2 separate regions of the Zea mays genome follow, and region 1 is linked to region 2. The links are chromatin contacts, called in public Hi-C maps. All regions are on one chromosome and are shown on one strand. Each heading gives the region's core, a stretch centred on a gene start, on an enhancer-like site or on the middle of the called end of the contact. The rest is flanking DNA. Distances are from core to core; before and after follow the strand shown.

Evidence for each region. A called contact is a pair of places that touch in the nucleus more often than the background predicts.
Region 1: a contact with region 2 is called in a Hi-C map of tassel, with 2.5 times the contacts expected there. The contact joins the enhancer-like site here to the promoter of LOC100283220 in region 2. A contact is called at or near these places in 2 of 25 Hi-C or Micro-C datasets (ear and tassel).

The regions. Positions count from the first base shown.
Region 1 is chr9:49,463,593-49,469,927 of Zm-B73-REFERENCE-NAM-5.0, forward strand. No RefSeq gene overlaps it. Among protein-coding and RNA genes, the nearest start is that of LOC109942279, 63 kb to the left of the region's middle. Within about 2 kb of position 4,834, at least 6 of the 20 cell types and tissues checked have an H3K27ac peak or open chromatin away from gene starts, as enhancers often do. A contact at or near this core is called in tassel, where this site is marked.
Region 2 is chr9:49,282,750-49,288,431 of Zm-B73-REFERENCE-NAM-5.0, forward strand. LOC100283220 reads left to right here and starts at 1,691. Exons shown (of 3, transcript NM_001156122.1): 1 at 1,691-2,038; 2 at 3,529-3,869; 3 at 5,024-5,323. The coding sequence starts at 1,751. The coding sequence ends at 5,186.

The sequences.
Region 1 (6,335 bases), core at 3,584-6,083, 180 kb after region 2:
CTCCGCCAGATAGGCAATGATGGCGCCCCGCATACTCTGTGACGGCGGTGGCTCTCAGCCCCCTTACGGAAGCAAGAGGACGTCAGCAAGGACTCAACAGCTCCGACAGCTGTCCCTCCGCCAGGCTCCATCGCTCCTCCGACGGCCACGACATCACACCAGCTGGGTGCCAAAATCTCTCCGGCTGCCACGACGGCATGTACTTAGGGCGCTAGCTCTCCTCCGCTAGACACGTAGCACTCTGCTATACCCCCCATTGTACACCTGGATCCTCTCCTTACGTCTATAAAAGGAAGGACCAGGGCCCTCTTAGAGAGGGTTGGCCGCGCGGGGACGAGGACGAGACAGGCGCTCGCGTGAGGCTGCTCGCTCCCTCTCCCGCGTGGACGCTTGTAACCCCCTACTGCTAGCGCACCCGTCCTGGGCGCGGGACGAACACGAAGGCCGCGGGATTCCCACCTCTCTCACGCCGGTCTCGGGCCGCCTCACTTTCCCCCCTTCGCGCTCGGCCTCGCGCTCGACCCATCTGGGCTGGGGCACGCAGCGACATTCACTCGTCGGCTTAGGGACCCCCCGGTCTCGAAACGCCGACAGCCATATTAGGTCTTGTTCAGTTATTCCCATTATACATAGATTTGATGAGATTGGGAAAATTTTAAAAGAACTTTGACTTGCTTGGGATTTGAACTCACCCAATCCCACTCAATCCACATGGATTAAGTGCTAACCGAATAAGACCTTACATGGATATTGACCTTCTCTACTGATGTTATAAGATCTCGCATTTTTATCTTTCCTAGACGAGTCAGACATCTCGCATTTGTTCTTTGCTTTCTTTTACCCGCTCCAAGCCATGCTCGGGTAAAAACATGTATTTTCTTCTGACTTGGGAACTATGCACAACACAATGTTGGAGCCGGAAGATTTGTGCTCCGAAGCTAGAGTCAGACATCTCGTGTTGAGAACTCCGGCGAAGAGCCGAAGCCGCAAAAGCTTTGGCACATGTCGTCGTCGCCGTCAAAGTTTGTTGTCGGGTTAGTTTATGCATCGTCGTCGGGCGGACTGCGTGCGACTAGGGATGAAAACGGTTTCGGGATTTTTCGAAATTCTGGAAACCGATTTCGAAATTTTTCGATCGGATTCACCGGTAACAGTATTTTTCGAAAACAAAATTGGTTTTCGGAATTTTTTATCGGAATCGTTATCAGAATCGGCGTGGTGTTTATCGACCTTTTTCTTTGGTTACCGGTTTTTGTCGGAAATTACCGGATTTGTGTCTCGGAATTTTCCGGAATTTTGTCTCGGAATTTTCCAGCATGTGATTTTTTCGCATCGCCTGTACGTCTCCTGATAAGGATTACTTATTTTTGTATTTTTTTGGACGTTTTAAGATTTTTTTTGGATAGATGGTGTTAGAAGGCAGTTGAGATTAACGATTTGGTCTCTCGAACGAATCCACCATTTTCTATGCACATGTTATGTATTAATAATATATAATGATAGAGAGCTGACAGTCTGTCTTTTCCACACATTAGATTTTAGGGTTTTCCTGTGAGGCTGTGAAAAAAACCCTTTATGTGAGGAAAAAATATTTCATGAGTAAGCATGCTATGTCAACTAAATCGAGTGGATATTGTGAATTGTGAACTTTGAGTCTGTGAACTTGTTATCTTTATGAACTTGTTATACTATAAACTTGTTATATTGTGAACTTGTGATCTTTGTAAACTTTTTATATTATAAATTTGTGATCCTTGTGAACTTGTTATATTGTAAACTTGTTATATCATGAATTGTGAACTTGTGGTCTTTGTGATCTTTTGTTAATTTTTTTATTGTGAAGTTTGATATGTTTACCGATCGTATTTAAGATTTCGACCGTTACCGGTGTATTTTCCGCACCGAACTTTCGTTTCTAATGTTTTCGAAATATCAATATCGTTTTCGTTTTCGTTTTCGGAGTTACCGTTTTCGATTTTGTTTTCGATAAAAAATATAAAAACGGTAATAGTTTTAATGTTTACCGACAGTTTTTCATCGCTACGTGCGATAGGTGCATGCCCCGTGTATTTTGTTTACTTTTGGATGGTGCCGTCGTCGTAGTGCAGTACCGATTCGAATCCGCTGCCCCCCCCCCCCCCCCCCCCCCCCCCCCCCCCCCCTTTCCTGCTGCGGTTTCTTTTGCATTCTTTTTGGAACTGGAAGATTTCTGCTCCCAGCTGTTGAGCCAGAGGGAATCAGGGAGCCACCGATTAAAAGCAGATCGCAACGACGCCCGGCCCACTGAAATTCGTAGGCTTTCTTTCTGGGTTTGTGCAAGCCCACTTTTGTTCAGGGACGCATTTTTCTAGCGAGATTTTTGGGATCCTGTATCATATTATTCAAATGTATCAAAGGTGTGTGCAGATGTTTACGCTCTGGTCCAGTGCAGATTTACCTTCCATTTTGTTCAAGTCTTGGATATGTGGACCAATTATGCTTGTGGAAGATAGTGAACTGCAATGTCCAACCCGATGAGAACACTTGCCACTTCTGATGGTAATAGGAACTTGTGTACTACATACAGTATTGATTCATGACGTAGACGAGACCATATATTTTAGACGTTATTTAGGCATGCATGAGACGTTTCCATCAACACAAGGGGATTAATGGTTATCTTCTCAACCGGCAACAGGTAAGCTGTCTTGCTTCGTGTACATGACAAGACTGAGGATTGTTTTTCCATATACAAATCGAGAGTGGCTGCATGTGTAGTAACGTTTCAACTAACATCTACTTACTGCAAGACTAGATGACATCGTTTGGGATAGGATACACGATCTGATAGCATAATAATTAACATGAACGACCGACCGATAGGCGATAGCATAGCATGCATGCACTAAAACAGGAAGCAAGATGCAGCTGTGGCAGCGTTTTCGTCAATTCTCAGCGCGCACAAAGGATTCAGACAATAATCTCAGCGCGCGGCAACAGCTATATATATTAATTTATATACCCACACCCCACACCCCAATTCAAATAGGCCCTTACATGATGGTAAAGCAAGTCATTAAATTTAGTGTGTGTTTGTTGCGGGACAGCCAGGACAGAGACGTTCTCTATGTCTCTATCGTCTTTTCTCGTCCCTCTAATTTTGAAGAATAACTGAGATAATACTGGGTTAGTACTGTTCCAACCTTTGACCCTGAACCAAACAACCTTATTCAATGGATCGTTTCATCCTGTCACGTCCTGTCATTGAACAAACTTGTAACCCTTCATTCATTGTGTTCATATTTAAACATTCTTGTTAATATTAAGTTAACGAGCCATCAACAAACACTTCATCAGTGACAACAAGTTTAATTAGATTTTTTTCCGGCAGCATATTCCGCTTATTGCAACACCATCCAATTAATTCGCTTGCACAAGCTCAGATAAGACTAGCCGTAGACCGGTCTCAATTGAAAGTTTTAGATAGCGTTCGGTTCCGAAGTCGGTTGGATTGGAACGACTCTATCCTTAGAGTAGCTCCGTGCGAGAGATTTTAGTAAGCTAAATAGTTTAACATTTGAGTATAATTTTCTATTTTTAGAATCACTCCGTTTTATATCACACTAATCACTGTACTCCGAAACCAAACGCGGAGAAGAGAAAAGAAATACTAGCTTCAATTTTAAGACAAGAAAAGAAATAAAAATAACTCCTTGATACGGTGCGCGGAGAAGAGATGCCGACGAAGGCGAGCAGAGCCTGACACAAACTGAAATATTTTCATACTCAAAACACTCATGACCAATCAAGATAAAGAAAGCTCCATCCTTAACAAAAATATCTGGCACACACATGTTGCATCATTCGGCAACCCTCTTGCCAACTTTCATTATCATTTTTGACAATTCTGCAACTAAACAATCTAACTAATCCAGATGCATGAAGTGATAAACCCTTCATTCGATCGCAGAAGCAAAACTAGAGCTAGGATTCAAACGATGAACATAAACCAAACAAGACACTACGAAACCCGACGATGCAATGCGAGCGTATCGATCCTATCTACAATGCAAGCTGATCGATTCATCTGCACCATCGACTCGCGTGGGTAAACTCACGTCGTCGTCGTCGCCGTCGCAGCCGCCGCGTGTCAGCACCTGGTGCCGCGGCGCGGCGTGCCGTGGGCCGCCAGTGGCGACGGTGACGCTGGCGGCGCGTTGCTGCCCTTGATGAATTCGAGGCACTCGGCGACGGCGCGTGCGTAGAAGGAGTTGGACCGCATGCACGGCGGCCGCCGCGGTGGCTTACTGCTGCTGCTCCCGCCGTCCCCGGCGGCCTGTCGTCCGGTCTTCCCTCCGGCGAGGGAGCGTTTCTGACCGGCCACAAGAAACCTCCTGCTGCCGGTGGCAGCGGCAGGGGGCGAGCTCGCCTTCACAGCACCGGCTGCCGCTGCCATCCGGCCCTTCGTGAGTAGCCGTAGGTTGCGCACGCAACGGCCCAGGAGCCCCAGCAGCGTCCACAGCTTGGCACGGAGCCTGCGCACGGTGATGCGCGTCGGGCTGAGCCGGACTCCCCTCGCCGTCCGTCGCCACCGCCGCAGGCCCAGCCTCGTGTAGGATGAGTACTTCAGATCACTCATGATTAGTAAGTTCCTCTCTCTGATCTCTCTTTTTCTTAATTGATGATAATTGCCCTGGCACTGGTTGTACGTACCTTAGCTAGCTAAAACCACCTGTCACAATCTAACTCTCTGATATGATTATATATAGCACCGGCCTGTGCATGTGACTGTGAGCTCAGTTGTGTAAGGTGCGTGGGCGTCGAGTCAAGTGGCTGCATTTATAGGGGAGCAAGAGGTGGAAGAAGAAGATGGCAGGAAGGTTGGTGCCTCTTTGACGGTCGAGAGCACTACTGGAGTGTGATGGCAGATTCGGGGACACGGCGGGATTGATTAATTGGCTTAATGGAGCGTGTGATCATCACCGAGTATGGACAAAAAAGCGAAAAAGCATCACTTGTTGGTCAGTGCGTGTGTGCGTGCTAATGATCGTGCAAGTTTAATCTTTTTTAATGTTTTTGAAGTTGATCATGCAAAATGTGAAAGGGGCGCGCCATCGGTTCACGCGTAATTGTGTCTGCACTCTGCAGTCTGCACCTTACCGTGTGTAAAATATGGCTGCTCTCGCCTAGCTACTGGTGTTCCTGCGGAGCAGAGATTCCACATGCTCGCTAGGAGTCTCTCTCTATCATAAGAGTATCCTATAGATGTCCAAACGGGCCACCCGGCACGGACCCGGCCCGAACCCGTTTCGGCCCGGTACGAATAGGGCCGGGCCAGGCACGGCCCGTTGATGCTTCGGGCCGGGTCGGGCTGGCCCACGTGCCTAGAGACATGCCCAAACCCGGCACGCACAGGAAAAAATCGTGCCGGGCCGGCCCGTTGGCCCGGTGGGCCTCAACGGACCGGGCCGGGCACTGGCCCGAACCAACAGTAGAACGGTATATAAATACATATATTTAACATAATTAATCATATATAATAACATATTATTTATATATATTAAGACAACAAAATATTTATGTATGCATTTTATATTTATGTATGCATTTTATATATGTTTGGCCGCGTATTTAGTATTTACATACTATGAGAGAATTAAATGTATTTACATATTTAGTATTTACATACATATGTGGGCCGCCGTCGTGCCGACCCATTTATCGTGCCGGGCCGGGCCAAAGCACGCGGGCCGCCGTATGTGCCCATACCCGGCCCGCTAAACGGGCCGTGCCGGCCCGGGCCCGTAACCGACCGTGCCGGGCCGTGTTTGGACCGGGCTAAATTCGTGCCGTGCCACGGGCCAAACGGGCGGCCCGCACTGTTTGGACATCTATAGAGTATCCTAAGAATAGACCTCTAGTATACCGCGGAACAAGTTTACGTTTGCAGTAGGCGAGAGGTTCAACAGTACAAAGCTGTAACGACCGAAATTGTTATGATACTGTTTTGGAGACGCCAATCACTCAAAAGAACCAGCGGCGGTGCTCTCTGGTCAGGCGCAGACGGTCCGCGGCACAGAGTCGGACGGTTCGCGACCTGGCGCGAGGCGGCGGTGCTCTCTGTTCAGACGCGGACGGTCCGCGGCACAGGGCCGGATGGTCCGCGACCTGGTGCAGGAGCTAGGATTCCCTACCTGACGGCCGGACGGTCCGCGCCCTAGGGCCGGACGGTCCGCGCGTGCGCAGGGGCGGCAGAAGATCGCCGGCGACGCCTGGATCTCGCAACCGGGAGGGACCCCGTCGGGGAGGAGAGATCCTATGAGTTGTCTAGGCTCGGGCAGACCGACCTAGACTCC
Region 2 (5,682 bases), core at 441-2,940:
GACCGGTTGACGAATTCAGGAGGAGGAAGGAGGGTTTCGAGCAGGCTGCAGGAGGATGCGGCCTTGGGGTGGGGGAATTTTTGGCTTCGGGCTACGGAGAAATGCGCCAGCCATGAACTCCCAAGATCTCGACGAACAGAGCCATAAAGCCCGATCAAAACCTCCTAGATCGGTGAAAACATGGACCTTTCGCGGAAGAAGAAGGGGAAAGAAGGGGCACGAACCTGAGCATCGACGAGGATTTGTTCCATCCGTTGAGCCCCATGCACATAGATCGGCTAGAGCAAGCGAGAGAGAGTGGAGGGGGGGGGGGGGCGATGACGGAGAGGCGGGTTCTTGCCGAGGTCGAACGAGTGGTGCTTGGCGTTACTGACGTGGTGTGCGTCGGTGTCCGACCTAGATCTTGGGAGTTGGAACCTGCTGCACGTGAGTTGGGTGGAGGCCATGGCGAGCGGCGGAGGTGGGTGGAGTGCATCGTGGGTAGCGCAAGCGGCAGGCTGGATGATGTAGCCGCGGGCGCAGGCGGCTGGGCGGGGGAAGCATCGGCCGAGGGTGGAGTGCATCGTGTGCAGCGACAATTTCAATGCCGAGACGGATCGACGGAGGAGACATCAAGCGGAGGCGCCATCCACGCCGGTCATCCATGGATCCGGGGGCTGGGGCTCTGCCCGCGCATTGATGGCGTGCGCGAGATCTGGGGGCGAGGGAGCGGTGGGAATGTGCGGAGCGGAGGGTGTCGCGGGTGGAAGGCAGAACCGTGCACCACCCACGGTGTGAGGTCTACACTATTCTCTTAATAGTAGTAGAGATTAAGAGTTTTTTTGAAACACTGAAAATGAAGTGGCAAATTAAATACAAAATGTCTAATCGTCCGAGCCTCCGAGGTGAAAGCAGAAAATGGTTGTTATTTCATGGTCCTTCACAATTTTATTCGTGAACATAATAACAAAGATTTAAATTTTGCTCGTTTTAACTGTGATTCTAACTTTATAGAATAATACATGAAACTACAATTGATACATTGTCACATTAGATGCCACTACTACGAAAGCTAATATCGCCACTAAGACATCTTGTGACGAATTTACCATGTTTCTTGCTCAAGCTTGGAACTAGTATGTAATGAAAGACTACTGTTCATTTAATCTTTAGTTCTCTTTATATATGAATAAGAATAATAGTATTGATACGTTGTCTTAGAAATGTTATTTATATCTCTTGAACATATTAAATGCTCATGAGTATTTTGTGAAAATATTGCATTTTTTAAAAGACAATATTTTGTGAAAAAATATCAACATGACACGTATAGTATATAACAAATAGATATACCAAATTAACTCGGAAGAGCAAAATAGGTTATTTTAACTAAAAATATCTGTTTCACAGATCTAAAGCTGCTACATACTCCAGTATTTAAATAATTTACTGGTGAATCCTAAATTTAATAAAGCTGCTAAATAATTTCACTCTAGAACACGTTTTACATACTCAGTTCTGCTAGGTAGGGCCTTAATAATAAACTTAACACTCGGCCAACAAAGAAAGCGAACTTCTTCTTGGTCCGTTAGATAGATAACAAAGAAAGTCCGATGTTCATATGCTTGGGTACATACAATTGGGCCTTCGGTACACATGGGCTCAGATTTCTCAAAACTCTTAATAAACCCCAGTCCAAAACCCTAGGCTCCACAACCGGCCGCCGTCCACCCCCTCCTAGAGCGGAACCACATTCCACGGCTCTAAGGCCATGTCGCCGGCGTCCCTCGCAGCTCGGCTCCTACGCCGCGCCGCTTCCACCTCTTCCTCTCCTCTCTCCGCTCTTGTCCGCCGCGGTCTCTGTTCCTCGGCGCCCGTTCCCCTCCTCCGCCGTCTCCCTGCGGCCACCTCATCGACGGCGGGGACCACCGCCCGCCGCTTCCTGGCGTCGCAGTCCCCGGCGTCCTCCTCCACGTCTTCGGCGGACGATAACCTGAGGCGCATCGTCGAGTCTGAGATCGAGTGCGTTGTCCAGTCGGAGGAGAGCAACACCGACAAGGTTCGCTCTTCATTTTATTTGATTGATTGGCTGTATCGTATTTTGATTCCATATCTGCATCATTAGTTTAACCTTGTTTCACCTAGTAATGGTCAGAGTTCTAGTCGAAGGGCTACCATTTTTATTGGAATGGGATTAGGAATCCGTTATTAGATAGAGCTGTTTCTATTAGAGGCGGCAAGGAATTGGCTTCCAATTTAACGGAGATGGCAGGTGGTCCCTTTTCTGTTGAAGTAGAAATTGCTTAATTGGATTGGCTCATGGCTGCAGTTCTGTGTACTGGACCTACACTACAACTTAGAACTATCTCTAGCTCAGACATGATGCTTAGGTGATTACCAGATGCTTCCATTGGATTTTTTGGTATCCATAAATTAGTCATTTTTAGTGTCACGTCTGTCACAAAATGTTTAGGCCTTCTTTGGAACAAAGGAAAAGTAAAGGAATTTTGAAGGATTGAAATCCTATATAAAGTTTTCCTATGTGGCCCTTTGGAACAAAGGATTGAATCGCTACAAATCCTATAAAATTCCTATGGAATGGAGCATTGTAGTGAGATTTTGGAGGATTTTTAACATGAGGTCCAACCTCTTGGAAATTTTCCTATGGAATTGAAGGTGTCATGCAACTCTATTCCTACATTTTTCCTATCCCTATGTTTTATTAATCCTCTATTCCAAAGAAGGTGAAATTCTGGAGTTTAAGTGCCTGTGGATTAGAACTCACCGTGCTGATTTGCAGAGTTAAGGATTGGCAGTTCCTAGTATTTCTGTCAGGACGACAGTAGTAGGCATGCTATTGGCCATTGGATGTATTTGTCTGCCACCATTAGAAAACTCTGAATGTTGATATCTGCCATATTTGATTACATAATGAAAAGGGGAACCTAATTTAGTGATCACACAATACTAAGAAAATACAAAACTTCATAAAACAAAGGGGGAAATCAGATATGGTTTTCTTGACTTGGCAGGAGATCATTTGGTTACTAGAATACCATGGTGACTGCACTTCCTTTGAAAATCTTGGTTAGCATTGTATAGTTGAATTCTGGCCTGCTATATTTTAGACAGTGAACTTTGACATATCTGTAATAAGATGGTTTTGCTAGATATTCCATGTGCACTTTCTGAATTCTGTAGGAGTTTATATGGAAAGCTAGAGTCAAAATTTGTGAATAGTTGAAATTTACATGTTTCTTGAAGAACCTAGCAAATTTATAGTGATATTAATCATTGTGAGTGCCATGAAGTGATGCATTCAGGATTACATGTGTGTCCTGGATTTTAATATCTCAGAGATTATACCTTGAGATGCAATCTGTACTTTATGTTTGGGTCATTTCCCCCCTGCTGATCTGTAGTAACTCCTTTTATTCTCTCTTTTCCTTATTGTTTAAAGCGTTACTACTGTTATAAACTTTGTGCTTATTTCTATTTGTTATATCCAATGACACCTGGTTTGGTTTTTGTTTGGTTATTTTTGTGCAGCACATTGATCTACCAGAGGACTTCCCTTTTGAGATCATAGACAATCCTGGTGATCAGTCAATAACCCTCCAAAGGGAGATTGCAGGGGAGACAATTAAAGCTGTTATATACACCAACTTTGATACAGATGAACATTTGGATGATGAGGATGACAAAAGTGGCACAGATGAGGAATCTTTCAAACCACTACTTCAGATGGTTGTCACTATTAAAAAACCAGAAGGTCCAATCCTAGAATTTGACTGCAACTTTAATGATGATGAACTAACAATTGAAAATATGAGGGCGCTGAACCGTGATAACCCCGATGCTAAGAATGTGTATGAGGGGCCACAATTTTCGTAAGTTCTTTGTTTCTTATCTATTTGCGATTTTTTATTTGGGCATATAATATGGCCTACAAAAGACGTTTAATCGTTGAAAAATACTACTCCCCACACTCCTAATTGCAAGTATTTCTGGCATTTTTAGGTGTAAGTTTCTGCTATGCACCTAGATATACACTATGTCTAGATGCATAGTAAAATCTATGTATTTTAAAAAGCCAAAACAACACGATATTCCTAATCGAGGGAATATTTCCCTCAAGGACCCTTAGCCCAAAACTACTTGAATGCTCAGGTTCATGTTTATTGTTTTTGTCATACGTAGAGATGGTTTACTTTTTTATGTTAATCTTTGCCATTCGGAGTGATTTTTGCCCATTAGATGCATTCTCCGTTGATGTTAGCACCTGTCTTTGTTTTCTTGGTGCCCTTATTTTCTTTTTATTTTGTAATGAGAGGAATGGAAACTAGGGGGATGTTTGGTTTCTAGAGACTAGGGGGATGTATTTGGCAATTTAGGGACTAAAATGGAATAAAATGGAGGGTCTAAAAATTAATACCTAGAAACCAAACACCCCCTAGATCCAAACAATCTTCAATTGGAGTTGTGAATCAAATCTGACGGGAATTTTTGTTTGCAAAGCTATTAGATTTATTCAATGTAACAAAGGCCTAAATGTTTGTGCATGGGTTTAATTGGCACGGTGGGTAAACATGATCTGAGGACTTGTCCATGAGCCTGGCATATAACAGTTTAGGTATGTCAGAGTGCATCAACTCATTATGCATGACAAAATGGATGCACACACTGCATGGCTTGACATGGTCATGCGAGTCATGCTATTAACAGAAAACTTATAAGTGGGAAGGCCAGACGTGCACGTAATCTAAGCATTGGATTCTACATCCAAGAAGGCCCCTTGTGCATGTAAGCTCTAAACATCTAATGGACAAAAACTTAATAAAGTTCAATAGATATGCATGCAGTTTCCCTTCTTTTTGTTGTGGCTGTAGATTATGTGGTGAAACTACAACTAACACATTGCTAAGGATAAAGCACGCGAACCATGCTTGATGCCTCGATGCAAGATGACAGATGCTTCGAGCTATGTTTCGTTTTGAGTTTTTATTTTCCCGTGGTTCATGCTATTTCATTGTTTGCCATGCAGGGACCTGGATAAGAGCTTGCAGAAGGCCTTGCACAGGTACCTTGAGGTCAGGGGGTTCAAACATTCACTACATGATTGGCTGTACGAATACATGATGAGAAAGGATGAGAAGGAGTATGTTGTTTGGCTGAAGAGCATGAAGGAGTTCATCGGCGGAAATTGATTGTTTGCGCTTTAAGTTTTATCTGCATTGTGAGAACGAGACCTGTACTCATCATGAAATACTAGCATCATAATTGCGCGAAGATACCTGGCATGGCTTTACATCCTGCTGGTGCAAGAGTTTTTGTTGACCTGGTAGTCTTACGGACGCCCTTCTTTTCTGTTAAGCGATGGACTGTGTTGTCATCTTTATCAACGCTCCTAACAGCATAGGGGATTAGCACTCCAGACAACCCTATTCTCTTTATAAATGGGATCCACGTTCAGTGAGAAAAAAATGCTCTTCTGATGGAAAGGAATAGGGGCACGTGGTGCAGCGGTCGTATCTCGCCGACCGGGGTGCGGGCGAGGGTGGTCGCTCGCCGGCGGGGTCGCAGGGCGCAGGCCACAACGGCGGTCAGCTTGGCCTGTGCACACGGCGCGGCAGCTGCGCACACGCCCGGCCTGTGTTTGGGCCAGGCCAGGGTTTATTTCGAACGAAATTCGGTGTTTTCCCC